Linked DNA regions of Mus musculus: all the other regions are linked to region 5. The links are chromatin contacts, called in public HiChIP or PLAC-seq and promoter capture Hi-C maps. All regions are on one chromosome and are shown on one strand. The core of a region is the stretch at or near the end of the contact, and the rest is flanking DNA. Distances in the headings are between cores, read along the strand shown. Region 1 holds the start of Dbx1 (developing brain homeobox 1). Region 2 overlaps Nav2 (neuron navigator 2). Region 3 overlaps Nav2 (neuron navigator 2). Region 4 holds the start of Prmt3 (protein arginine N-methyltransferase 3). Region 5 holds the start of Zdhhc13 (zinc finger, DHHC domain containing 13). Region 6 overlaps Nav2 (neuron navigator 2). Region 7 overlaps Nav2 (neuron navigator 2).

Region 1 (4,019 bases), core at 407-2,906, 850 kb after region 5:
GCTGCGGCTGGTAGGTGTTTTTCGGCGGCGTGGAGGGGCGAGGGCCGGTCTGCGTGTGGCTGCCGGAGGAGCTGGCCAATTGGTCACGGTGCTGAGACCTTTGTGGCGAATGGTGGCCAAGTGCACCAACTCTGTGGGAAACGGCGGCATGAAGGGATGCCAACAGCTCCTCGCCGGGAAGGGAACCGCCTCAAATGTGGACCATGACAATTCTTGCTAATTTGTAGAGCAGGGAATTGGTGCATAGTGTCAAGCAGTCACTGCTTGTGCTAAATGGGGTATCAAATTGGCGCGACGGATTCGTGAATGTTGTACGCCTCGCAACCTCTGAACCAGAGCGTAACCCCGAGGGGTGGACGGAGAAATACGACTTCGGGGTAGGGAGCGACCGGCCGGGACTGGAACGGGCTGTCCAGCCCGGAGCGGGAAAAACACGAAAGAGACCTACCTGGGAAATAGGAGGATCTGATAAAGGGTTGGAACGAGCCTTCGAAGTATGGAAAGGCGAACGTCTTGGGAGGAGGGCTCTGCAGCAAAGCGGGCGAAGTTTCTGGTAGGGCGAGGGAAGAGAGAGAGAGAGAGAGAGAGAGAGAGAGAGAGAGAGAGAATGAATTTGATCATGTGTTTGAATACTGTGTGGAGCATCGCGTACACGATCTAATTCACACTGCAGCAGGTATCAGAGGCATCTTTTAGAACGTATTCACTAAGTAAAATAAATTTGCGCAGCGTCGTCTCATTTGTGCCCCCATTTCATCACCATTCCAGAGACTTAGGAAAATAGGGAGGGGTGGGGTGGGCTATTGCAGATCTATCCATAATAGTACAAACCAACACAATAAACGTACTTGTTGGGTTTAAAGCAAAAAGTCTCTTTCCTAGTCTTGAGGGCGGGAACGCAGGCACCAAAGCGCGTGCGCTGAGACGCCCGACTAAGGAACTGCACTCACTGGCCCGGGGCTCAAGTTCATTTTGAGGATACTCGTAAGGCCTGAGACTTTTCTTCCCCTTAAAACCTCAGTACCATCGTTTCATAATCAGTAACCTGGCCCTTGAGGTCTGAGTTCCTGCGTGGAAATGTGCACTAACAAGCGCGGAGGAACAAGTTTGTGAAGGATTGAGTGGCTGTCAGGCCGCGGAACGCACGTCGAGGGCACGGCTGTATCTTACCTCTTCTAGGCGCCGAGGAAAGGATGGCATTCACCCCAAACTTCAGAAACGTGGGCTCGCTGGCAGGGGAGAGGGCGGTCTGTGGAGAACTGCCTCGCCGGCTCCCGGACCCAGGAGAGCCCAGGTCTGAGGTCCCCGAGTCGGCGAGGGCTGCAGGGGCCTCTTGACTGGGGGGTGACAGGCTGGCAGCGGGTATGCTGCGGGACAGGTAGGTGGGAGGCCGGCTGATGCGGATCAAATCTTCTACTAGGAAACTAGAGTGGCCGGAAAATGCGGATTGAAGGGACTGGGGCAGTGTTAAGGTGGGCGTGGGTCGCAGGAGGCTAGGGTATCCCGCGGGAGGCGCAAGGAGGCCGGGGAACATCATGGTTAGAGCGGGTCTGGCAGTAGCTCCCTTTCCCTGGGCCGGAGGGCAAGCGCCTGGCTTCCCGCCCCTCCCCCGATGCCCTCTTTGGCTCAGTATCCTGGTAACCGTCCTACTTGGGCGTCTGCGAGTCTTCTGTGGCTCTCCGGTCCAGGAGATGGTTTTATAGTGGCCCGCCCGCTCCAGCTCTTTGAAAACTGACAGCTCTGACAATGAAGTTCAACAAAGTTCTCCACTCGGGCTTCATTCGCGGGAGGCTCCAGGCTCTCTGATTGGTTCAGGGATGCAATTTATGATTGGATTAGTCTTCATAAGCATGGCCCTCACAATGGGGCGGCAACAAAGGCCGGCGCTCATCAACGCTGTGCATCGACGGCCTCTCTGCTATACAGTGAGTCCCCAAAGCTCTCGCTGGAGGTTTTTGTTCTGAAGCAACACCCGGGCTAATTAAATGCCTATTTAGAAGTTTCAGATGACATCTTGCCTCATAGAAAAGGAATTATTTAAAGAACGCACTAAATTTATCTGCGGCCTCCTGCTGAGACTAGAAAATAAATCAATAAATATTCATAGAACTACATCTCCAGGCTATCGGTAAAATAACTCTCCCTTGTGTGTGAGGGGCCGTGTGGAAAATTTCAAGCCCTTAAGTATGAAAACATACCGGTCTCCAGCTATTTCTCACTCAATGGGACTCGTAGAGCAGATGCGAGGGATGGGTTAGAAGTCCCACTCCCACACCCAGGGAGACTTGGAAATATAGAAACTCCGGTGCCATCCGATGACAGTCCGTCAGGGTTGGGAAGATTTGAGGGGTGTTGTTTTGTTTTGTTTTGTTTCCGGAGAATAGTTGAATTCCAAAGTTAGTGGGAAAACTATTTATTTCTAATTCCCAATAACCTGAAAAGAGGAAGAGAGGGAGGGAAGGAGTGAGGGAGCAGGGAGAGGGGAGAGGGAGAGAGAAGAGAGAGGGGGAAAGAGGAGGGAGGGAGGGAGAGAGGGAGAGAGAGAGAGAGAGAGAGAGAAGAGAGAGAGAGAGAGAGAGAGAGAGAGAGAGAGAGAGAGAGAGGAGAGAGAGAGGAGGGAGGGAGGGAGAGAGAGAGAGAGAGAGAGAGAGAGAGAGAGTGTTTTCAGAGAACTTCTTTGGGACTCCGCCCAGAGTGCAAGGCCGTTCACTTGAAGGAGGAAGGAGCCTGGCAGAGCCCTGAACCTAACCGGGCTGGGAATTCCACTTGGGAAGGGCTCAAAACCTTGAGAGCTCCGTTCCTCCGGTAGCTAGCGCAAACCTGTCAGGGTCTCTTTTTCCCAACCTTTAGAAACATTGACGTTCACCACCTAACTCTTTGTTTAAGCCAGAGAGCCCTTGAAAGTTCAGACACAACTCCAGCTATTTCGAGGCGCTTAACTCCTGCACATTTATTTGTGCCAGCTTCTGGGTTCACTGCAAGGGAGCAATGAATAAAAATTACGAGGAAGAACTAAGTTCACACAGGGAAAAGGGTTTCCTAAGTTTAATGTCTCCAACCAAAATCCTGGAGAGCCTCTCTTGGCTTTCGTGTGATGGTGCTGAGGTGGCTCTGAGCCTCCACTGCCCGGTTTCTGGCTCGGCGAGATGACAGATGTGTTAAATGTCCCATTCATTTCTTTAGTGCGATTGAACCCTCCCCCAAGAGAAGTGTGCAGCCCTGCCAGGCTGCCCTGATCCTATTAGCCATGAACTAACTGTCACTTTCAGCTGGTTTTCCTTTTTGCTTTTTAACACAAAGCTTTCTCCAAAAAAAAAAAAAAAAAAAAAATCTTATTAACCAGCCTATTTCTTTCGATGGTTTTGTTCAGGACGTTTTGTGTTGATGATCGCCATGTCGCTGCTTTAACCATTCATGGAAGTGCATCTGCGATTTATATCACATTAAACCAGAAACCGAGCACACTAAAGCTCTCCCTTGATTCAAATTAAAAAGTTATTTAGGGCCAGACTCTGGGGGTGAATTCATGCTTGAAGACTGGTGAAACTGCAGAGTTTCTGAACCCAGGACTGTTCCTGTGTTAGGAGGAAAAGCCTTCTAGAATGACCAGATCAAAAAAGTGGCCATTTAAATATAGACGTGGCACGGCAGGATTGTGTACGTGCAAGATCTGTTGGGGGAGTTTTGAAAGTTCTTTTTAAAAGTTCTTCAGCAAAATAGACTAAAACCCCCTTTTCTTCCTCTCCTCCTTCTCTCCCCCTTTTCTTTATTTCCTGTTTTTCCTCCCCAAACTCCTCCTCTCCTCCCTCCCTCCCACGCCCTTCTTATTCCCTACCCCTTTCCTTTACCGGCTCACTTCCCCCAACCCCCAGCCCCATCAGCACATCCGAGGTAGCTCGAAGTTCTGAAGATCCTTGCGACTATAGGTGCGGGAATTTCTATCCATCCGGTACTTCCTCCTCTTCGGATGAGCGGAGTTCAACCTCTACCTTTAGAATTCGCTAGGTTTCTGCCAAGAA
Region 2 (4,009 bases), core at 734-3,233, 690 kb after region 5:
TGGCCGCATCTCCTCCTTGATTTTGGGAAGGGGAAGCAGGGGTCTGTGATTATCTTGGCTGCATGTTGGCGTATGGGTCTCCTGCCAGAGCTGTGTCTGTAATGGACTGGTCATCTCTTTCACGATTAGGAATTTCAAATATTTGAGCAGGCAAATTTAAAGGGTGATGTCAACTCAAGTAGTCAGAAACTCGGGGGCGGGGGGAGTAGATGAGGTGTTGGTTCTGTGGGGGAGGTAGAAGGCTGTACAGTCAATTCACCAGGCCCACACATTTATCTATTTGATCCACAGTGTGGGTGGTCTCTGTGGTAATCTAGATATATACAAGGACTGTCTCACCTCTTCTTCAACTGACCAAACAGTTCCTCCAGATAGAGGCTGATTTCGTTCTCTGTTTACTTTTGTTTGTTTGTTTTGTCTGTTTTTTGTTTTTTTGTTTTTGTTTTTGTTTTTTTTTTGAGACAGGGTTTCTCTGTGTAACCGTGGCTGTCCTGGAACTCACTTTGTAGACCAGGCTGACTCACAGAGATCCTCTTGCCTCCCAAATGCTGGGATTAATATATGTATGCTATTACTGCCCGGTTCCCTATTTATCTTTCAGGAGACTGAAGCTCTGGGAGGTGCCTGGCTGGGTCTCATGGGTAGCAATATCTAGAACCAAATATTCTCTGAGGCTAGATTCTATGTGTGTGCTCCCAGGTCTTTGCCAAGGTGGCCTTTCATTTGAGGAGAAAGATTGGAAGACAAAAATGTGATAAGGAGAATGTGAAGCCACAGGGAGTGAGGAGCGAGCTAGCTAGGGACATTCAGAAGGGTGGGACTCAGAGCACTGGGCTGCTAAGAACATTAAGAATAGGTGTTATTCATCCAATCAAAGTGAGGAGAATAAATATCTATGGAGTGGTCAGACATAAGTGGAATGTCTATACCACACTCCTTCTGCAAGGTTCAGGAACCATCGTAGAAGAGAAGATGGAAAGAGGTTGAAGAAACCCAAGCAAACCAGTGTACTCAAGATCAGCCCAGCTGCGCACATGAACTCACATTAACTGTGGTTTCCCTGCACAAGACCTGTACAAGGTTAAGTGAGTCAACACTTTAGCTCATGAGCAGAGCCCTACTCCTAGCTGATAAGCTATCCACAGTGGATGGCCTCTCAGGGAGGAATGGTCAGGTTTCTTTAAGAGTGTGAGTGATCAGCCGGGCGTGGTGGCGCACGCCTTTAATCCCAGCACTCGGGAGGCAGAGGCAGGCGGATTTCTGAGTTCAAGGCCAGCCTGGTCTACAGAGTGAGTTCCAGGACAGCCAGGGCTATACAGAGAAACCCTGTCTCGAAAACCCAAAAAAAAAAAAAAAAAAAAAAGAGTGTGAGTGATCGCTGAGGCATAACCTGCACTGCAGGCCCTGGGAAGACAAGGCACTGTCTAGTACTGTCACTGTGTCATTATTCCCATCAGAGACCTGAAAACAGATCACAGGAGAAGTGTCACATCCCATACCACACACCCGCAAAGGGCTACCGGTTTGAGCACTCAGCCATTGAGACCCCAGCCTTGTCTCTTCCGTTGCTGCCCCCTGCTGGAGGTGTCTAATGTTTAGTGCTCTCCAAAGCCTGCCCTCCCTTGGATTGATAGCGGAATAGTGAGTAAGGGAGGTAGTTGAGTGTTTGCTGGCTGGATAGTGTCAAAGCTTTGTTGGGTTCTTGGTGCCTGGTCGTAAGGAGTTTAAAGCAAGGCTGGGGTCTGTTTGGGAGGTGAATGACAACACAGAGCTCCAAGTCTGGAGCATAGTATCTCTGCATATAGAAACTAGATATGTGTGGTGTAGAAAGCATTCAGTGAACAGAAGGTTCCAGAGAACCAAGCTCTGACCACAGACGGAATTTAGACTTGCATTTTCGCTGCCTAAAGCATGAAGATGACCTGCAGTGAAAGTGCAGAAGAATTCAAGGCCAGTCAGAGCTGTTAGGTTGTGGGTGGGGCTGTTTGCAGAGAACAGAAACACAGAACTCCCTGTCCTGAGTGTTTCCAAGCCTGGAATGCTGTGTATGTAAGAGACTGCAAGGGGATTCCTTCAAAGGAAGATCTTCCAGCTGAGGGTTAAGGATGCCCTGGTTCACCCCGGAGTCACGGTGGTCTCACGGTCAAGGGAACAGAACTGGGTGTTGCTTTCAGGGAAAAGTCTCCTGGAAAGACAGGACCCCATAGATCAGGCCAGGCTGGGGCATTCAGAGCAACTCCAAAGGTGATTCTTCTAAGAAAATATTTAACCCAGGCCTGTTAAAATAAACACAACATCAGACAGGCCTCTTTCCTGCTCTGGCAGCTGATCTGACCATGAGGGGAGTAGAGATTTTGTTTATTCATTTTGAGACAGAGTTTCATGCATCCCAGACTGGTCAGGAACTTGCCATGTAGCTGAGCGTGACCTTGGACTTCTCATCCTCATGTTTGCACCTCCCTGGTGCTAAGATCGCAGGTATATGCCAATAACATGCCCACTTACGTGGTGCTAGTCTCTACTAAGCAAGCACTCTACCATCTGAGTCAGATCCCAAGCCCCAGGATGAAGGGTTCAGAGGAGCAATGGACTACGGCTACTGAGACCTTCTGTAAGCTTATTACCCACAAAGCAGTCATTATACCTCTTGAGTATAGTGAAGGCAGGGGCTGAAAAGCTATTAAAGGTTATAGCATCAAACCCACTTTCTGAGTGGCTTACGGAATTTGGCTCCACCCCCACACCCTCGGCCACGTTTAAATGGTACTGTCAGCTTATCTTGTTTGTGAAAGTATTGCATTGGAGCAAGTTAAAGAGTGGAAAGAAAACCCATCAGCGACCCCCATCCCTTAGCCTGTGTGTCACAGCTGTTACGACTACAGCTCCTGCTGCGTTTATTTAAGGCAAATTATGTGTTCTGGAGGCCCCTGGTATTAGCCTCATTTCCTCTCCCAGACTGTACTTTCCCTCAGCCTGCCCAGCATTGCACCCGACTGCTGTTGGTCCTCTCCACTATTGGCTACTGTTTATCAAAGGAGATGGCTAGTTTGCTTTTGTGCTTGGTCACCTGGCTTCTAAATTACTCCTGGCTTCATCCTTGCACCCCCATGGCTCCAGCTATATAGGAAGAGACATGTCCACTTACAAGTCTGCATCACGTCGGTCCCTTCTAAGGATATACCAGTGCCAATCATCCTGGTAAAGGGGACATTCCGCCCCCCCCCCCCCGAGTGCTGCCAATGCTCTAGCGTGCTCAGCTTATGTGGTACTGGGAATGGAACCCAGATCCTTTGCAAATGCAGTAAGCGTTCTTAACCGCTGAGCTATCTTTGCAGACTCTGTAATATGCGCTTATAAAATTTTAGTATTGTATATGTCAGTGTGGGTATGTGTGAGTACATGCTCACTAACTTCTTCAACCCAAGGCTTCCCTGCTGATACTTCCAAGATGTCTCTTGAGGGACCCCCCCCCCCGCCCCCTCCTCTAAAAAGCCCCCTCTGGTATTTATCTCTGTGTTTACCCTTGTTGAGCCCCATATGCAAGCAGTTGTGAAGTCAAAGACCTGGAGTCCTGTGTCCCCAGCCTGCAGGCTGGCACCTACCCCACAACAGAAGCTGCCTGAAGTTTTTGTTGAAAAGAATGCCATAGCCTTAAACAGGAGCCTCCTTCAGAACAAATACCTACATGTAGCGCTCCTGTAGCCAGGCCTTTCTTCAGCCCTCCCCTCTCCCAGGAACCCCCAGAAATCTGGCCATTTTTAACCTGGTGAGTCAGCCTGCAGAAGTGATGTATCTCAGTTACAAGCCAGTCTCCCTCACTGCCTGTTCTCAGGATACCTTGGCATTTCTCTCAGTTGCAGGCTTGATAAAGGCTAGGTGAAACTGTGTGAACCTCAAGCGCGGTGCCAGACACTCGCTTCCTGGTGTCAGGCAGGCAAAGGCAGTTCCCCTGGCCTGTCTTCTGAAGCCAGAAGAGCAGGAAACACTGGCTGTCTGATCCCACCCTCAA
Region 3 (3,567 bases), core at 196-2,695, 670 kb after region 5:
GCCCCGGAGGGACCAGTCTAAACCCCAGCATCAGCAGCCAGACCGTCAGCGGCTCCGTCGGGACCACGCAGACCACTGGAAGCAATACCGTCAGTGTCCAGCTACCTCAGCCTCAGCAGCAATACAACCATCCCAACACAGCCACGGTTGCACCTTTTCTGTACAGGTAAGCAGCACCCGCTACCCCTGGGGAAAGAGCCTAACTGCTGGCTCTGTCCGTGCGGGGATCAGGAACATGTGAGCCAACAGCTAAAGCAATACATAGTTCTAGCCTGGGGCACTCAAGTGGGCAGCTACTATAGCAAGACAGTGTTGAGGCAGGGGACAGTGGGAGCTGACTCCAGCATGAGAAGGCTTCACCAGGCCTGTGGGGACTGAAGCCTTTCTGAAGCACTAGAAGCATGGAGGTAGACTAAGTAGACTTAAGACTACCCTGCTATGTAAAATTGCTTATGGCAGCATTGCTGTTGCACTTTCTAAGTCTGGCAATTCCTAGTACCTCCTTGAGAAGAGATGAAGGAGGAAGAGATAAGACTGACACGGGCCAGCTGGGCAGTGCTAGCACACGCCTTTAATCGCAGCACTTGGGAGACAGAGGCAGGTGGCTCTCCAGGTTCAAGGACAGACTGATTTACAAAGTGAGTTCCAGGACAGCCAGGGCTACAGAGAAACCCTGTCTCAAAAATATATATAATAATAATAATAACAACAACAATAACAACAACAGTAGTTTAGTAGTAGTAAGATTGACAAGGACCATTCTAGAACAAGAAATGTATTAGGCTAAAGTACACTGTCATTTTCCTGTCTCAGAAGCCCTGGATCTCTGATGGCCCATCTGTAGAACCCCAGCAGCCCACATAGAACTAGGTGCTCCGTGCTCCTTGTTGTTCTGCTGAGAGCCACTCTGCTCTGCCCCTGCCACACTCCGGCGCTGAGACAGACACCCATAAGCGTGTGGATGAGCTCTTCAGTCTCATGGAAGCTCCTGTCCTACTGAGAAGGGAGCTGAGAGCTTTGGTTCAAAGGGCTTTCCCTGGTCCTGTGCTGGGTGGTCCCCCAATACCTGTGCATGTAGCAAAATGATCCAATGTCACATTCTGCCCACTCCCAAAACACAGAAACACAACTGTGTACACACACTCAAGGCATATTCATCAACAGTTGCACACAAGTTCAGACACAGTTACACATTCCTGTGCCCAATGCAAATGTGTGTTCACATAGGGGCATTTGCACAAGTCCCGGGTGTGTGCACTCACACCCACACTTCCAGCTTCTTATGCTTGTGTGACTCCCCCCAAAAAATAGGTGTTCCCTCTCTCCCCGCCTGAATTGTGTTCCTGTGAGCTCTCAGGCTTCCTGTCCCTAGAGATGTCAGGAGACAGCTAGCCAGCATCCATGCGATACAGGGATGATGCCAGGCTTCCTCTTGTCCCGTGTTCACTCTCCTCTGCCCACTTCCCCATTCTGTGAGAGTCATAGCAATCTTCTCTGATTGGCAGACAGTTCTGTTTTAGTCAAGTCATCAGCTAACAGCGTTGAGAAGAACACCGGGGCATCTTTCAGTAGAGGCCTGGTGAGGCCTACTACTAGCCTACTCTCTGGTAGACTAGATAGCAAACATTTACCTCCTTTATTATTATTATTAATTATTATCATTTCAAGCTTTTCTATGGGAAGGAGGATTTCTTGTGACTAATGTGTGAAGGGCAGAAGGAAAGGAACCTCTCAGATATTCAAGGCCAGACTTCCCTATGTGAACTCACTCTGGTCAAAGCTGTCTCTGGAGGAGCTGGTCAAGAGAGACTGGAAGAAGAGACCCAGATAGGAATTGGATCACAGCACCCTGCCCTGTGTCTGCTGGGGGCACCCACTGTGGTCTTAGGCACTGGCCACAGAGACAGGTAGCGATTGCTTGTGAACCAGATGTGTGCAAAGACTTCGCTCAGGGCTTCTTCGTCCTAATCCCCTGAGACTTCCCAGTTTTGTGCGCTAGCTTGCTTCTTAAAATTCCAGTTCTAGGGCTGGTGAGATGGCTCAGCGGTTAAAAGCACCAACTGCTCTTCCAAAGGTCCTGAGTTCAAATTCCAGCAACCACATGGTGGCTAACAGCCATCCGTAATGAAATCTGATGCCATCTTCTGGAGTGTCTGAAGACAGCTACAGTGTACTTACATATAATAAATAAATAAATAAATAAATAAATAAATAAATAAATAAATAAATATTAAAAAAAAATTCCAGTTCTATAGATGAGCAGCTGATGCTCAGACCAGGAAATTTGTTCCAAGTCACAGATGTGGTAATTAGAAGAACCTGCGTTTAAAACCAAGCCTGCTGCTGGACATGGGGGCAGAGTACTCCAGAGGCAAAGATGGGCAGATCTTGGAGTTCAAGGCCAGCCTGCTCTACAGAGCAAGTTCCAGGCAGCCAGGGCTACACAAAGAAGCCCTGTCTCAAACAAACGAACAGATAAACAAACAAAAACAAAACAAAACACGCAAGTCTGCCTAACTATAGGATCCATATTGTCTTGCTGTCTATGTCAAGGATTTTTGGTGCTTCAGAGATGGCTCAGCTGTTAAAAGCACCGGCTGCAATCTCAGAGAACCTGGGTTTGTTCCCCAGCACCAACATGGTGGCTCACAACTATTAACTCCAGTTCCAGGGGATTTGATGCCTTCTTCTGGCCTCTATGAGTACTGCATGTATATGTTGCACATACGTACATGCAGGCAAAAACCTTATACATGCCATGCATGCAAAACAAAATAAATCTAAAAAACATTTTTAAAAGCAGAAATCTTTTCAAGCACAGTAAAAGAACTGGAGTTCACAATATCCGATAGTCTCAAGTCTAAGCTCAGCTGTTTCAGGTAGGGCTTGTTGATATTCTGTGGGATGGTGGCAGGGTCATTGCAGAATGCACATGTATGTTCAGAAGAACAGGGCTGCAGTGATGTAACACCACCAAGCAGGTGCCCTGCTCCTCTGGAGGGCATACCACCACTTGGCACCAGCAGATGGCGCTCTATAAGACTGAGCTCAGTAGCTCCAGATCCACCCATCCATCCTCCCTCCCTCCCTCTCATCATTCCTTCTTCCCTTCCTTCCTTCCACTGGCTGAAAGAAAAAATTCAGATACTTACATGAAATCTCCCCAAATTTTAAAGTCATGTCTATTATTTTTAGTTATGTATATTTGTGGCTGAAGCTCTGCATATGAGTACAGATGCCTATGAAGGTCACAGGCTGCAGATCCCCTGGATCTGGAGTTATAGGCAATTATAAGCCACTCTTTGAGGGTGCTGGAAACTAAACCTGGGTCCTCTACAAGAGCAGCATGTACTCTTAACTGCTGTGTTCTCTCTCCAGCCCCCAAGCCTCACAAATTTTAAACAATGAGCTAATTTACCAGGTGTGGTGGCGCATGCCTTTAATCCCAGCACTCACGAGGCAGCTGTGGGCAGATCTCTTTGAGTTTGAGGTAATCTAGTCTACATAGTGAATTCCAGGATAGCCGTGACTATGTAGAGACACAGAGAGAGAGAGGCAGAGAGAGGC
Region 4 (3,898 bases), core at 875-3,374, 990 kb after region 5:
AGGAAGACCTGGGCTGTTCCCAGAGTAACACAACCTGTTTTTAGAAATGGTTGATGTGACTGGGAAGGGGGGCATCTTAGTTAGGGTTTTATTGTTGTGAAGAGACCACTATGACCAAGACAACTTTTATAATGGAAAACATGTAATTGGGGCTGGCTTATAGTTTCAGAGGTTTAGTCTATGATCATGGTGGGAAACATGGCATTGTGCAGGCAGACATGGTCCTGGAGGAGCTGAGAGTTCTACATTTTGATCCAAAGGCAGTAGAAGGGGACTGAGTTCCACATTGTGTGGAGTTTGAGCATAGGAGACCTCAAAGCCTGCTTCCACAATGACACACTTCCTCTAACAAGGCCACACATACTCCAACAAGGCCGTACCTCCTAATAGTGCCACTCTCCATGGGCCAAGCGTTCAAACATATGATTCTGTGGGGAGGACCATACTTATTCAAACCTTCACAAGGGGTAGGCAGGCTGTAAGAGGTTGGGAGGACTGGAGGGAAACCGTCTTCTGCACATACCAGGACCACTCGTAAAGCTAGCAGCTGGGGTTGCCTGCACGAGAGAAGCCAGTCAGCATTCTAACATGGCGTGGCTGGGGATTCTTGAGTACCCACTCCTGAGGAGCTATGACAGTGGATGTTTCTCAGAGAGGGAGTTTTCTTTAAGGCTGTGACCTCTGGTAGGTTGACCACACTCCTGTGGTTGTCCCCCAACCCAGAGTATATGGACCCCAGAAACTGGAATCCATGTTATTGTTTTTTAAAAGGATATAAAGGTGAGGGGTAGGGCCATGGGAGTGGATGGATCTGAGAGGAATTAAGAGGAGGAGTGGGAGGCATATGATCAAGAGACACTGTGTGATATTCTCAAAAATATTTTAAAAAATTATGATGTGAGCAAAATCCTGTTGGGGGAGGGTGTTAGCACCCCCCCCCCTGTTACCTGGCTAGGTATGCCTGAGTCACTACAAAAGGGGCTGCTTGTCCCCTCTGAGTCCTCTTGCCTTCTGGCTCCTGCCCCCCTCTCTCCCCATTCCCTCCCCCCTCTCTCTCCACGTGCTCATGGCTGGCCTCTACTCCTCTAATCCGCTACTCTCTCTCTCTCTCTCTCTCTCTGCCTTTTTCTGTCTCTATTACCTTCTTAACTCCCCTCCCCATGCCCTGAATAAACTCTATTCTATACTATTACTATACCATGCCCTCAGGGGGAAGAGGTGCCTCAGCATGGGCCCGCAGAGGCACCACTCCCCCCCCCCCCCCACCTGACTACACCTCCACCAAAACATATCCCTTCTCCCTTTATCTTTTTATAAAACACAACAGAGGGGAAGAGGAACTGCCCACCAAAGAGCTTCAGTGATCAGCAGTACACTGGCTCGAGGGTGTGCATGGTGGGAAGTTGAACTGAGCTGTCTGACACTATACTATGCAGGCCTAGCTGGCCATGTCCTCAAACATGCCCCATGCAGAGTCCAGCCTCATCTGCAGCCTGGAGGCTTTACCTACCCAGAATTACTGCTTCCCACCTGCCTAAGGGAACTCCACTGTTAGATACTAGGAATATTAGAAAGGAGGCAGCCTGAGACTCGGGAACCCTGGTATCCTCCCTAACCCCACAGGCAGGGCAGAGAGCATTTGTTGGCACATATCACACAGTCCACCTGTTTCCATTGTATAGGCTCAAGTTAATGCCTAAACTTTTCACACACGTGTAAGTCTTACCATAACCATCAGGTTACTGCAGTCATGAGAGTGCTTTACCAGTCAGGAAACTGAGGCCAAGAGAAGGCAGGTTACCTGCTCATGCTTAGAATTCAAGCATTCAGAAATAGAGTTCAAACTTAGGGTGTTTGTAAAGCCCATGGTTCTCACTTTATCACTTTAACCCCTAGTAGGGGTGTGGGGCTTGAGTGCACACCCACATACATCAGCATACAGGTTAATTTAAGGGGCTTTCTTGTCTTCCCCAGAGCCTCCGAGCCTGGCCTGCATTGGCCATCTCTGCCGCCAGAGGGCGCTGCGATAAGTCGGTGCTCAACCTTGTAAGCGCCGGCGCCTCGGTTGCGCAAGCGTCCAAGCCGGAGAGCGGTGCCCCGCCCCCTACGCCCACGTGACCCGGAAGCGCTCTCCGGACGGTTCACGCTCCGCGTGTGGATCGCTTTGGGGGCTCCCGCGCACCCGCGCCGCTCGTTCCCGGCTCCGGTGCCGCGCTGTGCGGCCGCGCGCTTGGTCGGCGGCCATGTGTTCGCTAGCGGCGGGGAACGGTGGGTGCCCCCTCGCGTAGGGCGGCGGGGCGCGGGTGGGCGGGCGCGGGTCTCGGTGCTGACCGTGTGTGCTCTGCAGGCCGTGGCGCCGAGCTGGGGCCGGAGCCCCTGGAACTGTCGGACAGCGGAGACGACGCGGGCTGGGAGGACGAGGACGCGGACACTGAGCCCGCGCACGGCCGGCAGCACACACCCTGCCTGTTCTGTGACAGGTTCGTGCCGGTGTGGAAGGCGCGCCGCAGCGCCAGCGAGCACGTGGCGGGCCCGAGGCTCCGGCCCGCGCGGGACGGTTGATTGACAAGGGGCTGCTCACGTGGTCCGGGGGGGGCGGAGCCGGGGACCGCGCTCTGGGTTTGCCTCTGCAGCCCAGTCAACCCCACCCCTCACTCTAATTCCCCCCCCCCACCCCCCATACTAAGTCAGGCCTGGCATACCATCACTCTGGAGGCTGAGGCAGGAGAATGGTCAGGAATCCCAGGCCAGCCTTGAGTCACCAAGCTAGACCCTCTCGAAAACACACCCAGAAAAAATCTGAACTTCACACCTTAGTCCTAAATTAGGGATTCCATGAAGGCTGGGTGTTTTTCATTCTGTTCCTTGGATACCAGACTTTGAAAGCGCATAGACTGGAAGCGCGCTTCCATTTCTACCATCCTATAATAGGACGTTCTCTTCTCATGTAACATTCAACTGAGCCATTTAGACAGAACTAGCTCACTTCCATGATTGAGGGAGGAACTGATGCTCTTTGTACTTAGGGGAAAATGAGGCTGCAGAGCCACCAACTTGTTCAAGGTCACGAAGCTGCTGTTTATATTCCTAGGACACACCTTCTTTTCACTTAAAATCCTGCATCTTAGATGGAAGTGACTTGGCTGAAAAAGGGGTGATTGATGTTGACTAGCGCTGCTGGGTCCCGCCCCCTGTGTCGGTTCCTGGTGCTGACTGGTGGCATATTAGTGGTCCTAGGTGGCGCCTCATTGGAGAGGAGAATGACTGCACACTCGTATTTATTGTATTTATTGAGCATCTGTGGTGCAGTGCCCTGTGATAGGCTGCGAGGATGATCCAGATGACCTGTCTTGGCAGACATTGAGAGTTGCCTGTGTGCTAGGCATACAGAAGTGAAGTGCGGAGTCTCTGCTGTATATTCGTTCGTGTCCTTCAGTGTTGGAGGTTACATACAAAAGAAGTGTTATTCTTCACGCTGTAGTGCAGGTGCTGTAGGACTACCAAGGTCACTTGAAATCTGGCACTTTGGGAATGTGCCAGCTGTATAATTGTGTGCTTTGTGTCTAAAAACACTATGCTGGGTTCAGAGGGAGGGGAAAGAGGCTCAACTAGGGAACTTTTGTGACTTGAGAGAAACCAAATATATCAGAGAGAGCTTTATTACCCAGAAGCCTCTGGGTAAATTTGGGGTATTCAGTGTTGTCTAAAACGGTTGTGGTGTAACGCCAGAGGGAGGGAGCTCCTCTTGGGACTTGCTGAGGAGTCCCCCTGAGGAATCTGCCAAAGGACAGGTTTAGGGACCCTGGGGAAGGGGGTAGAGGCAGAGGGAGGGGGACAGAGAAGGACAGAAAGAGAGAGGAAGAGGAGGAAAGGCCAGCCAGGGTCACAAGGGAAGAGA
Region 5 (3,676 bases), core at 264-2,763:
AACAGACACCAGATTAGGTAATGATCAGGCAGTGACTACATTACAAGGATCTCTCATCTTGGAGAGCCTCCCCAGGCTTCATCCTATGTTATCCAAACCACCTGCCTTTCCTCTTGCTCTGGAGGAAGTCACTTGCCCATCCTTCGATTTGTCACTCAGTTTGCTCTGCGTAGCATCATAAAAGTTGATGACACATTCGTACATCCACCCATCTAGTCACTGTAATTATGGTAAATAGTTTCTAGGTCTCGGTGCTGTTCTGGGCACTGGGAGTTCCTAGACAAACACAGTGTTTCCCATCTTCAGTGGGTGTAGGCTTTATGGGTAATCTATGGTGTGCCCAATAAGTAGGGCCACTGACCATAATAATACACTTATAATTTTACTGTTTCAGGGTAATATTTTTTCATGGGTAACCCAGCACTTTATTTCCAGACACTTATTTCATGGTTTCATAGAGTCACAATATTAATTCTGACTTAGCCTCTAAGGATCTAACCAAGCTGGGCTTGGTAACAGACACATCAAGGAATTATCACAAAGAACGGAGTTGAGTCCAGGCTCAGGAAAGCCCTATTGTTTTCTGGACACTGAGGTAGGAGAGAGCTCCCCACTGGTAAGAACCAAGAGTATTCTTGTTTCATAGCCCACCAATGTGTGCAAGACTTATATGCCCTCTCCTCCATGCAGTCTACCAAAAGGGACTGGAGAGGCTTATTCAGTTATATCTCCACCCTCCCTGTGGAACTCTCATATTTTCTGCTTTCTTTTTTGTTAAAACGTATTTTTGTTTCATTTATTAATTTACTTGTGTGTGGAGGTGGCATGGTGAACGAGCTGTGTGTGTGTGTGTGTGTGTGTGTGTGTGTGTGTGTGTGTGTGTGTGTAAGAATCAGTGGAAAGCATCAAGACTTTTCCCTTCCCACCATGATCCAGGAGAACAAACTCAGGTCGTAACACTTGTTGGCAAGTGCCTTTACCACCGCTCACATCTTCTGCTTTCTATGAGGAACCAGGCCCTGATGCTAAAAGTATCTTGCTCAAGAGCACATGACTGAAGAGCAGCAGTTAGGAACTCCCAATGCCTAGAACAGCTAACATCTGTGAGGTTGTCCATGAGGCAGGATGCTCTTCATCTGCCAAAACCCCTGCTGTGGGACTGTAAATACTTTTCCTCAGTTAATTTTCCAAACGCTTACATGAAGTTTGTTCTTGACTCACAGTTGAGAAGATTGAGGTGAGGGAGAGAACTCCACAAGGACAGCTAGCTTTGGGGTAGCCCACTCGGGGACGTTGGAATAACAACAGCCTGAACCTGCACCTGTAGAGCCTTCTGAGTGGGAACCCTAAGTGGTGCCAAGGGTGGGGCTGAAGGAAAGAACATAGCGGGGGCGGGGCAGGGGGCGGGGATGACCGGCAGTTCTCTAGAGGTGAGAAAGTCCCGCCCCCGTGAGAGAGAGATCGGGGATTGGCTTCTCGTGGCGGATTGACAGCCCTAGGATGCGCGCAGTTAGGAGGGCGGAGCGCGAGCCGGAAGTGGGCGAGAGGCGGCTGAGGCGTGCTTGGAGAGCCGCGGCCGCCACTTTGCGCTGGAGCCGCGGCCGAGCGGGCGCGGGTCGTGATGGAGGGCCCGGGCCTGGGCTCGCAGGTGAGCGCGGCTGGACGTGGGCGGCGGTGGGGACGTAAGCCGCGGCCAGGTGAGGCGGTTCCGCGAGGACAGCAGGATCTGGGCCTTGGCCACACTAAGAAAGATGCTGCTTGTCCTTTGCGGTGGCCGCAGAGCGAGGCCGGGCCCTCCTGTCGCCTCCATTCGGCGGCTGGGCGTCACGCACCGGTGCCTAAGTCGGCTGGAACCTGTAAGGTGTCAGGTGACACACCTCAGATAGCACAGCCAGCCTTAGACCTTAGCCTGGAGTCTGAGAGATTCTGTTGAGAAATTATCAGCCCTAGCGCCTAGGCTGCCGCCTTCTCTCCACCTTGTCTTAGCTCTTGTTGCTACCCACATCCTTCCTACTCCTTGAAAGCATCAAGGCTGTGGAGGCAGGAGGAAGGGCGCTCCGTGGTACCATCTGCAAAATCCCCAAGGATTCTATTCTGAGAAGGGCTAGATTAGTCCCAGAGGACAGAGGAGGCCAAAGGGGAAGCTATAAAAGCCAAGAGAACTAAGAATTTGTCCCTTTTGATTGTGACTACTCTAAAGACTTATAACTGGCATTGAATAGATTACAACTTAATATTTTCAGGCTTCTTCAATCCTAGCAAATGTTTAGCGTGTGCTACATGCATTTATGTGCACCTTTTTATCCCAGCTTCAAAGTTTTTAAGCAAAAGAAATCCCCATCTACAGGAGAGTAAACTGACACAGTCTCTAATTCAAGTTATGCTAGAAGTAGATTGATTTTTTTTTTTCAAGCAGTTTGAGGTTGTCACATTGCTTGGACTCTTTAAAAAAAAAAAAATTCCCCAATCCCAAGAGTGTTCTTCATAGCTCTCTATTTTTCTTCTTCAACCAGTTTGGTGTAGGTTTAAGTGGAAAATAACATGCTGAGGTGTTTTTATTGGGAGTTCTTGCATTTTAAAAGAAATGAAAAATGATGTGCAGGGAGCCTGAATTACTATGAAAGAACATAGACTCTTTACATGAAACAGTCTCTCATTATTTTTCTCAGGCTCAAACGTCAGTAAGAGTAGGCCTCATTTCTTAATTACTGTCACTCATTAATAAAAGCCTGTGAGAGCTTAGCTTTACTCCTCCATGCTAAGAGGGAAATAACCCAGCTCAGGTTCCATGACATCAGAAGGGAGAGGATGATTTTAGAGGTTGAGGTTGGTGGGGCAAGATAGACTGTTGTTAATGATAGTTGCCATGGCTGCTTTCTTCAGTTATAACGTGAAGAGCTAGCTTACCCTTCTTAGAAATCTCCCAGTCTTGGTCTTCACTACTCACTTGTGAGCTAGGTAAGAGTAATTATTTCTAATTTTAAAAGTGAGAACGGACACTCAAGACAATCTAGTCACACGCTAGAGAGCAGCTGAGTGGCAAAGCCGAGATTCCATTCATCCATCCAGTAAATGTGTTGTAAATGTGTCCCGGAAATTGGGCTCTATTCTTCATGAACAAAACAGACAAAGCATCCCTGTTGTTGAATTTGCTTCTTAGTGCCGATAGGTCTTTTTGTTTTGTTTTGTTTTGTTTTGTTTTGTTTTGCTTTGTCAGAATTTTCCTAGCCTGCCTGGATCTCAGTTATGCTTAATACCTCACCTTTTACAGTTTTTGTTTGCTCAAGAAACTCCCAGGTACACCGGGCTGCAGGCCATATTACTTCCTTGTTTTATCAGGAGTGCTCTGTCTGAAGTCACTCCTGAGTATTGATGTGGCTTATTCCTCCACTTCTATAATATCTTCAGACAAATCTCACCACAGTGTAGCATTTTGATGCCCTTATACTTAAAAATGCAGGCCTTTCTTATTGTCATCACTAACGATATCACTCCCTGGCCCCCCTCCTGGGTTCATATTTCTCCCCGGCATTTAATATCATGCAATAAGCTGTTGATCCTGATGATGCGCTTGCTCTCTCCTCTGCTGAGCATAAGTACCATGAAGGTAGTGATTTGTATCAGATGCATTAATCATTGCTTTGTGTCAAGCATTAAAAAAAAAAAAAAAAAAGAA
Region 6 (3,940 bases), core at 1,275-3,774, 520 kb after region 5:
CAGCAGGTAGAGAACACTGAGGGGGAAACAAAGTATCCAAAGCCAGGTACCTGCCTGTCCCCTCCTCCCCCTCTAGGGTTTACGGAAGTCCTTTCTCTGGCAGCTACCAGGTGTGTTTGAAAACACCCAAGCTTTATCCTTTACGTAGCAGGAAACTGTGTGTGTGTGTGTGTGTGTGTGTGTGTGTGTGTGTGTGTGTGTGTGTGTGTGTGTGTGTTTCAGCGCGCACGCGCTTGCGAATCTCCCTCCCCGTGTGCCTGCGTTTATCCTACAGCTGAAATCCAGATTACAGCTGTATCCCGGTACCAGTGACTACCATGGGACAATTTGGGTGAGTTTGATGCAGAGGTGAGATGGAGCTGAGCACGTGTTGGGGGAGATACGAGCTGGTGTCCTGGCTTAGAACCAGAATGGTCCTGGAAGCCACAGCCCCCTCTCGGGATCGCAGCCCTCCCTCCTGCCCAAGGCTGTCCCGCCTACCCTCGCCCTCTTCTCAAGAGTTAAGGACCTCCCCGCTGTGCTGGCTGCTCTCGGCTCCCCTTGCACGGGAGCCCTAAGACAGTGGACAGTGCCCCCCGCACCCCCCCTCCCTCACCACAACCCGGAGTCCCAGGGGCCCCAGCGTCTGCTTTCTGGGCTTAGGGGAGTTACTGGATCGCGCAGAGGGAGCACGGCACTCAAGAGTTGTGAGCGCAGGGCTTCTGCTCCCGCCTTGGTTCCCCTCCACCCCCCTCATCCCAGAGCTTGGCGGAGTGACCTCGGTGGCCCGCCAGGGATGCCCCAGGGGCTGCAGAACGGTGGACGACCTGGCGCCCGGGCCAGACCAACGACAGGTGCTTCGGCTCCTTTTTTCTTCTTCCTTTCCTCTTCCCCCACCCTCCTCACCCTGAAGTAAGATGAGCGTGATGCTGTGGCGCTGGGAACAGAACAATTCCACCATGAAGCTGGTAAGGGCACACTGCAGACTCACAAGCTCTACTGTGGTCTCTTCCCTGACATCCTGAATTGTTGCTGGAGTGGAAAACCCCCGATCCACAGTTGGTATTTCTTTTTATCTTGAAGGGTGTGTGTGTGTATGTGTGTGTGTGTGTGTGTATGTGTGTGTGTGTGTGTGTGTGTGTGTGTGTGTGTGCGTGTGTGCGCGCGCGCGCGCGCGCTCGCACAAGAAGCAGAGCTGAACTGACTTATGTCCCCATCCCTTCCACCTATTAATTCCTGAGGCTTCTGCAGTTGCACCTCAAGGGTCATTTCCTTGGTGCAGAGCTGCGTTCTCCAGACAGGACTTGAGGCAGCGTGGTCTGCCTGCTGGATCCCTGCCCAGCATTGTGTTGTAGTCTCTTCGGATGCACATGGGTGCTGCTCACTTGTGGTCTAGCTCATTTGGGGTTGGAAGGTGGGAACGTGCAGCCCCTCTTCTTATTTTTCCTCTCACAGTGTGGTAGCTCCATTTTAAGCTTGCAAGAAGCCTGCAGGCTTCAGACGCCTTTTCCCTCCCTCCATTTCCAAATAGTAACTGCTGCTCCCTCCCAGGAAAGGTGAGACCAGCAGTGCTCTCCTTGCTGCTCCAGGTGGGCTGATTTTTTTTTTTTTCCCATCTCAAGCAGGAAATGGGATCCAAAGGTTTGTCTGGCTTTGGCTTAAGATGTGGTGGAGTTTTTGTTTGTTTGTTTGTTTGTTTGCTCTGTTTTGTTTTATCTGATGGTTTCGGCTGGCAGGGATTGTAAACTTTCCCCCAGAAGTCAGAGAGTGCTGTGGTCTGGTCAGTGCCTTCAGCATCCAGTGGATCAGGGTAAAATAAACCCATCGCATTTGGGGTTGGGGGGAAAGGTTCCCACTTTGCAGATCCCATTCTGAGCTTGATATATAAGAGCTCAATAGAAAATAGGATGGATAAACTGGAATTCCTACCTATTAGGGCAATCTCATTAAAGATGCTATTTAAAAACAACACCAGCAAAATAATGGACACTGGGCCTAAGTCTTCACATAATGAAGTATTTGTTAGACAAGTGCACCTTAGTGTTCACCCTGCATGTGTTATGATTGGCCTGTGTAACCTTAAGCTACTATTTTACAGCTTGGTTTAAGTGCTGTAACATAAGCAGACATTACGCGCCTTTGCTGCTCTGGGTCATGATTGCAGCTCCTTAATCCTTTCCTGGAACCTTCCCCTAGCCTGATGTGGGATAGCCAGAGTCCCCCTCCTTCCTCCTCAAGCCATGTCGGAGATGCTAGTCTGCAATGCAGTATAGGAGAGTCAGGGTCCAGTCTGAACTGCAGAGGTTTTTATGAAGAAAATGGATTTTATGAAAAAAGAAAAAAAGAGGAATCTGTGCCAGGCAGGGAAACCATAGAGCATACCAGTACGTGCCATCTGGGGCCTGGTGGCAGGTGCCTGAGGTCAGAACTGGGACATCTTTGCTGTCTCTTTATCCAATGGAGAGAGCTTTCTTCTGCATGGGTCAGGGGGTCAGCCTTTATTGGGTCTGGCTGGGTCTTTAGACTTGTCTCACTTTTCAAATGAACTGTAAGGACCACCCAAGATGGCTGCACCTCTCTTCCAACCAGGCAGAGGAAGGATAGAGGAGCTTAGACAACCTGCTAGCATGCACAAGGCAACAATTACTATCCCGGGTACCCCCATAGTCTTCTGAGCCCAGACAGGAAAATGCATGCCTGGGTCGTGTAATTCAGAGGGGCTCATGTGTTCCCCCAAGTGAGCCTCAGCCCCTTCTATAGAGTCCGAGGGGCGGTACATACATTGCAAATCAATGTATCAAAGCTGCCAGCAACCTGCTGTGAACTTGCTCTTCTAGGGATATGACCTTAGTGGACCCAAGGACTGCATCAGTAAGGGCCTTTGCTCATAGCTGACTCCTGGTTTAAATTCTAACCTTACCATTTACTAAATCTGACCCCGTTGCCTTTTCTGTAAGAGGGTTTTGCAGTTCTCTGTCCTCCTGTAAAGGTGTTATAACGTAGTCTGTATCCAGGATCCAGCCTAGAGTCTGAGTCACTGGTGTAGATTAAGCGGGCACCGTCAAGCTTCTTGTCATTTTCTTCAATGCTAAATGAGACACAGTCTAGGGTCCCACTTGGCCCGAGCTGCTGGGTGAATGTCTAGGGATGGGGCTCTGAAAAGCAAACCTTTCTTATCTTGACATCATTGCTGGCCCTCAGCAGGAGGGAGTTTCCTGAGAACATCTTAGAAGTCAACTGTGTGTGAATAACCACCCACAACAGGGCAGGGAGCAGAGGTGGGCACCCACCGGACCTTTAATCACTGATGCAGTTCAATGAACACGAAGTCAGTTAAGCCAAGGCCTGAGAAGCCTGTTCTGGATGTACAGGGGAGCAGGTTTCGCTTCGTGTTTTATTTTAAAGATAATTGGATTTAACAACAACAACAAAAAGACCAAGAGTCCTTAGAGGCAACGTTTGGATCTCTCTGCGTTATCTCTGCAGGGTGACTGGTAGATTTTCAATGAAAGAAAGTGAGAGGAGGTGACTGCTCGGGCCTGAAGCTCCTGCTGAGAAAGGATAAGCTTAGGCAAAGCCAGCAGGTTGACGGCATCTGTGACGTTCTTGTCACCCCTCAGCTCCCTTCCCATGGATTCACTGGTGTTAGGCGGGGCATGGAGAGACAAGGAAACCATTGCTGAAGCAGCTGGTGTCAGAGGAGAAGCAGTAGCACCCAGCAAGGAAGCCATTGCTGGAGCAGCTGGTGTCAGAGGAGAAGCAGTAGCACCCAGCAAGGAAGCCATTGCTGGAGCAGCTGGTGTCAGAGGAGAAGCAGTAGCACCCAGCAAGGAAGCCATTGCTGGAGCAGCTGGTGTCAGAGGAGAAGCAGTAGCACCCAGCAAGGAAGCCATTGCTGGAGCAGCTGGTGTCAGAGGAGAAGCAGTAGCACCCAGCAAGGAAGCCATTGCTGGAGCAGCTG
Region 7 (3,510 bases), core at 377-2,876, 610 kb after region 5:
AGAGATGAAAGCTTGCGTCATCTATCAGGCTGTGTTTCTGAACTGTTGTCTCCTCCATGTTGGAGGTGGGTGGCATCCACGGCTTCTACATCCATAGTGTGACTCTATGCGGAATGTGTCAGAAAATGGTTGTAATTCTCCTTGGGCAGGTCTGGTTATCGGTTCCATGAATCTCAGGGGTAGCTTAGCCAACCTTAATCTCAGGACTTATAGAAAAATCCTTAGAAGGTTGCCCTTGCCTTAGCTATGAGTCTCATCTGTGGGTTTAGTGTACATTGTTGGAACCTTCAGTAGTAGACACAAATTCAGTGTTTCTGTGCTATTCCTGTGATGACCAGTAGGTGGCAGAGCATGTTCCTCTTAGTGTCTAGGAATGGTGCAGGTCTCTATTCTCCCACGAGAGCATCTGCAGGGACTTTTACAGAGTTGTGCAGTCTTGCCTCCTTCCTTAGGCCTGGAGGAGAACTCTAGCCACTTAGCAGCTGCCTGTTGTCTGTCTCTCTGCTTCATTTGTTCAACCTTCTCTTATACTCAGAAGGCATAGATGCCTTTACAGGAAGTATTTACCGAACAGATACTAACTGTGCTCTGCTGGGCTTGTCTGCATTGGCTCCTGTTCTCACGGCTGAACGTAGAGTTTACAGGACTCATGGTTATTGATGGAGAAACTGGCTGGAAGCTGAATGGGGCCGGGAGATGGCTCAGTGGCTGAAGTGCTTTTTGTGCGAGCATGAAGACCTGAGCAGGGCCCCACTGGTCATGGCTTCTCACGATTTGCCCGAACACCTAGGACTTGGAGTTGAGGAAGATAGAGGTTGGTGACAGGAGGTAACCGGTCAATTAGCCAGGTGGTAAGCTTCAGGTCCGGTAATGAGAGTGCATGGACACACCCATGTGCACACACATGAACACACCACACACAAAGACAGATTATGAGTGACATCTCTGATAAGTGCCAGTTCACCCTGGAAAAGCTAGAGACGCAGCCCTATCTCTTAGAAGACACCCAGGCTATACAAGCAGAGCATCTGTGTTTTTTTGTTTGTTTTGTTTTTTTAAAAAACTGCACTGGGCACTGCACTTCCACAAGCACAACTCTTGTTAGTCACAGTCAACTTACAGAGCTAGGTACCCCAAACAGTACCCAGAGTGCCTAGCCCTCAATGGAGTACACCTTATTCTCGACCCCTGCTTTGCCACCACAGGGGAGGATGGACTGGAAGAGCAAAGTCCAGATATTCCCAGGAAGTGCACCCCCCCCCCCAACTCCCACCCCTCTCCCAGAACAGGTTGTCAGATATGACAGGTGGAGTCTGGACGGACTGCGCGCAGGGCAGATCTTAAAACATCACCCCAGGGCAGGGCAGGGCAGGGCAGGGCAGGCTTAAACTGGCAGACTCTGGCACATCTCCAAGAGCAAAGAGAAAGGGCTAGAGCTTTAAGGGCACGAAGAGTGCAGGAGGCGTGGGCCAGGGGGCCACTCAGACCAGCATCACCTCTGTGGACTATCGCAGTAGCGACTGCCCCTGGGCACCCGCTGTCTGGGCCTGGAACAAAGGCTCTGTGTGGCTCTCTAAAGACAGGTCGGGGCAGGCCTGCACTACCCGGCACCGCGGGACAGGTGCGCACGGCCCGCCCGCCTTGTCGGTCGGTCCAGAGCCAGCTGTAATCACTGGGAAAGGGCGGAGGTGTATCTGTGGGGCTTTCCAGCTGCCAGCTGCTTCTCAAGAGGAGCCCGCGGCAATCAGTTGGCTTCAAAGGGAAAACAAAAGACATTAAAACAACATTATTTAAAAAAATAAAAATAAAACAACAATAACAAAAAAACACTATGATGATTTTCTGACAATTCAGGTGACTCTGAACACGGGCAGAGGCCAGTGGGAGGGCCTGGACTCAGCAGTCCCGGGCAACGCTTGAAGGCGTGCGTGCCTTTCACAGGAAATCAGTTGCCTACTTGCTACCCCTTACATCTTGGGTGGGAGAGCAGGAAGTGTCTCTGTTGCCTCTGAGAGCAGGGAACAGGCGGCGTGTGTCCACTGACCGTCCTCACATCAACAAAGTGTGGCAGTGAGGGGCAGTTTATGCTCTTCTGAACAAGGGTTCCCACAGGCTCTGCTTCTTTGAGCTTCTCCCCTCTTCCCCACAGATGGTGCCATTGGTGGGACACAGGGCCTCCAGAGCAGGGCGGTTGGTTGGGTGGTCTGAGGCAGTTATACAGCTGGCTCATCACTGGGAGCCATGCACAGACCCACAGGCTGGCGGGACTTGAAGAGGAGTTTCATAATTATCCTCTACAACGCCCCCTTCCTTATGCTTTGACTCAAAATCGTCCCTCCTCTTGGGGCAGGTTTGTTCATATTGCTATTCTGTTGTACAGGACTTCCTGACTCAACTGGAATTCCCTCCCCCACCCCCAACCCCCCGCTCAGAGGAGAAGGGGAGGGAGGAGGTGATTGGGAAGGGACCAGTGATCGGGATGTAAAGTGATTAAGTAAAAAAATAAAATAAATTTCTTTTAAAAATTTTAAGACAGCCGGGCGGTGGTGGCGCATACTTTTAATCCCAGCACTTAGGAGGCAGAGGCAGGTGGATTTCTGCATTCCAGGCCAGCCTGGTCTACAGAGTGAGTTCCAGGACAGCCAGGGCTACACAGAGAAACCCTGTCTCAAACAACAAAATAAATAAATAAACTAATTAATTAAAAAAAATTAAAACAAGTACCGCGTGGTAGCCACTCCTTTAATCCCAAGCAAAGCTTGTAGGTCTATAATATTTGATGTCAGCTTGGTCCATTTAGAGATTATCAAGCAAAGTTAGACATAGTGAGACTCCATTTACCAAAAAAAAAAAAAAAAAAAAAAAAAAAAGTGTTGAAACAAAATAATGTTGTCAGAGATGTCTTTGTTGGTAACATGCTTATTGGGAGAGTGCATGCCTAACATGCAAGAAGCAGGGATTCAATCTCTGGCCATATAAATGAAGTATGGAGGGGCATGCTTCCAAGCCCAGCCTCTGAGGTGTAGGGCCAGGGATATCACAAGTTCAAGGTCACCTTTGGTTGTATACTGAGATCCAGGCCAGACTGTCCTAAAAACCCAAAACAAGCCAGCTGGTGATGGCACACACTTTTAATCCCAGCACTTGGGAGGCAGAAGCAGGTAGATCTCTTTGAGTTTGATGCTAGCCTGGTCTACAAAGGGAATTCCAGGACAGCCAGGGCTACATAGTGAAACCCTATCTCCAAAAACTAAAACCACAAAACAAAAGAAAAAACAACCCATCTTTTGACTTAGCAGTCATGCCTGGCATTACTTATATCACCTATGCAGATTTATCTTATATCTACAGTAAGTTAGTACTTATGTCTAAGTGGATTAGTAGAAGCCAGTGGGAACAGAAGGGCCAGGCAAAAACCAGAGAAGGTATGTGTCCTTACATCACTGAAACAGAATGGTCTGTGCCGTTTGGCCTTCCATTCAAAAGAAGGTGGCCAGGCCAGAGTCTCCC

What was found. Promoter capture Hi-C pulls out the DNA fragments that hold promoters and counts their contacts. HiChIP or PLAC-seq counts read pairs in DNA pulled down with a chosen protein or histone mark. Capture Hi-C pulls out chosen DNA fragments and counts their contacts.
Region 1: a promoter capture Hi-C map of pre-B cells shows a contact between it and region 5, with 2.2 times the contacts expected there. The contact joins the promoter of Dbx1 here to the promoter of Zdhhc13 in region 5. A contact is called at or near these places in 2 of 39 promoter capture datasets (the C10 cell line and pre-B cells) and 1 of 9 other capture datasets (liver).
Region 2: a contact with region 5 is called in a promoter capture Hi-C map of liver, with 2.3 times the contacts expected there. The contact joins the enhancer-like site here to the promoter of Zdhhc13 in region 5. A contact is called at or near these places in 7 of 39 promoter capture datasets (the 3T3-L1 cell line, the C10 cell line, hippocampal neurons and 3 more), 4 of 115 datasets of contacts at active chromatin or transcription factors (bone marrow-derived macrophages, embryonic stem cells, large pre-B cells and 1 more) and 1 of 9 other capture datasets (embryonic stem cells).
Region 3: a contact with region 5 is called in an H3K4me3 HiChIP or PLAC-seq map of bone marrow-derived macrophages, with 3 times the contacts expected there. The contact joins the enhancer-like site here to the promoter of Zdhhc13 in region 5. A contact is called at or near these places in 6 of 39 promoter capture datasets (the C10 cell line, the HPC-7 cell line, hippocampal neurons and 2 more), 1 of 484 Hi-C or Micro-C datasets (stem cell-derived motor neurons), 7 of 115 datasets of contacts at active chromatin or transcription factors (bone marrow-derived macrophages, embryonic forebrain, embryonic stem cells and 2 more) and 1 of 9 other capture datasets (embryonic stem cells).
Region 4: a contact with region 5 is called in a promoter capture Hi-C map of liver, with 4 times the contacts expected there. The contact joins the promoter of Prmt3 here to the promoter of Zdhhc13 in region 5. A contact is called at or near these places in 4 of 39 promoter capture datasets (3T3-L1-derived adipocytes, hematopoietic stem and progenitor cells, liver and 1 more), 2 of 484 Hi-C or Micro-C datasets (CD4 T cells and CD8 T cells), 4 of 115 datasets of contacts at active chromatin or transcription factors (bone marrow-derived macrophages, embryonic stem cells and pancreatic cancer cells) and 3 of 9 other capture datasets (adipose tissue, liver and macrophages).
Region 6: a promoter capture Hi-C map of pre-B cells shows a contact between it and region 5, with 3 times the contacts expected there. The contact joins the enhancer-like site here to the promoter of Zdhhc13 in region 5. A contact is called at or near these places in 10 of 39 promoter capture datasets (the 3T3-L1 cell line, 3T3-L1-derived adipocytes, the C10 cell line and 6 more) and 7 of 115 datasets of contacts at active chromatin or transcription factors (bone marrow-derived macrophages, craniofacial prominence, embryonic basal ganglia and 3 more).
Region 7: a contact with region 5 is called in a promoter capture Hi-C map of liver, with 2.4 times the contacts expected there. The contact joins the enhancer-like site here to the promoter of Zdhhc13 in region 5. A contact is called at or near these places in 7 of 39 promoter capture datasets (the HPC-7 cell line, embryonic stem cells, hematopoietic stem and progenitor cells and 3 more) and 1 of 115 datasets of contacts at active chromatin or transcription factors (bone marrow-derived macrophages).

What each region holds. Positions count from the first base shown.
Region 1 is chr7:49,635,179-49,639,197 of GRCm38.p6, forward strand. Dbx1 (developing brain homeobox 1) reads right to left here and starts at 1,657. Exons shown (of 4, transcript NM_001005232.1): 1 at 1,171-1,657; 2 at 449-550. The coding sequence starts at 1,537.
Region 2 is chr7:49,475,283-49,479,291 of GRCm38.p6, forward strand. All of the region lies in intron 10 of Nav2 (neuron navigator 2), which reads left to right. Among named protein-coding and RNA genes, the nearest start is that of Gm51447, 39 kb to the left of the region's middle. Within about 2 kb of position 1,984, at least 31 of the 459 cell types and tissues checked have an H3K27ac peak or open chromatin away from gene starts, as enhancers often do. A contact at or near this core is called in liver, where this site is marked.
Region 3 is chr7:49,453,341-49,456,907 of GRCm38.p6, forward strand. It overlaps Nav2 (neuron navigator 2), which reads left to right. Exons shown (of 39, transcript NM_175272.3): 7 at 1-166. Among named protein-coding and RNA genes, the nearest start is that of Gm51447, 17 kb to the left of the region's middle. Within about 2 kb of position 1,446, at least 44 of the 459 cell types and tissues checked have an H3K27ac peak or open chromatin away from gene starts, as enhancers often do. A contact at or near this core is called in bone marrow-derived macrophages, where this site is marked.
Region 4 is chr7:49,776,234-49,780,131 of GRCm38.p6, forward strand. It overlaps Prmt3 (protein arginine N-methyltransferase 3), which reads left to right and starts at 2,125. Exons shown (of 16, transcript NM_133740.2): 1 at 2,125-2,268; 2 at 2,348-2,480. The coding sequence starts at 2,244.
Region 5 is chr7:48,787,490-48,791,165 of GRCm38.p6, forward strand. Zdhhc13 (zinc finger, DHHC domain containing 13) reads left to right here and starts at 1,514. Exons shown (of 17, transcript NM_028031.3): 1 at 1,514-1,648. The coding sequence starts at 1,622.
Region 6 is chr7:49,303,612-49,307,551 of GRCm38.p6, forward strand. All of the region lies in intron 1 of Nav2 (neuron navigator 2), which reads left to right. Among named protein-coding and RNA genes, the nearest start is that of Gm51448, 45 kb to the right of the region's middle. Within about 2 kb of position 2,525, at least 17 of the 459 cell types and tissues checked have an H3K27ac peak or open chromatin away from gene starts, as enhancers often do.
Region 7 is chr7:49,399,160-49,402,669 of GRCm38.p6, forward strand. The region is part of intron 4 of Nav2 (neuron navigator 2); the gene reads left to right. Among named protein-coding and RNA genes, the nearest start is that of Gm51447, 37 kb to the right of the region's middle. Within about 2 kb of position 1,627, at least 56 of the 459 cell types and tissues checked have an H3K27ac peak or open chromatin away from gene starts, as enhancers often do. A contact at or near this core is called in bone marrow-derived macrophages and liver, where this site is marked.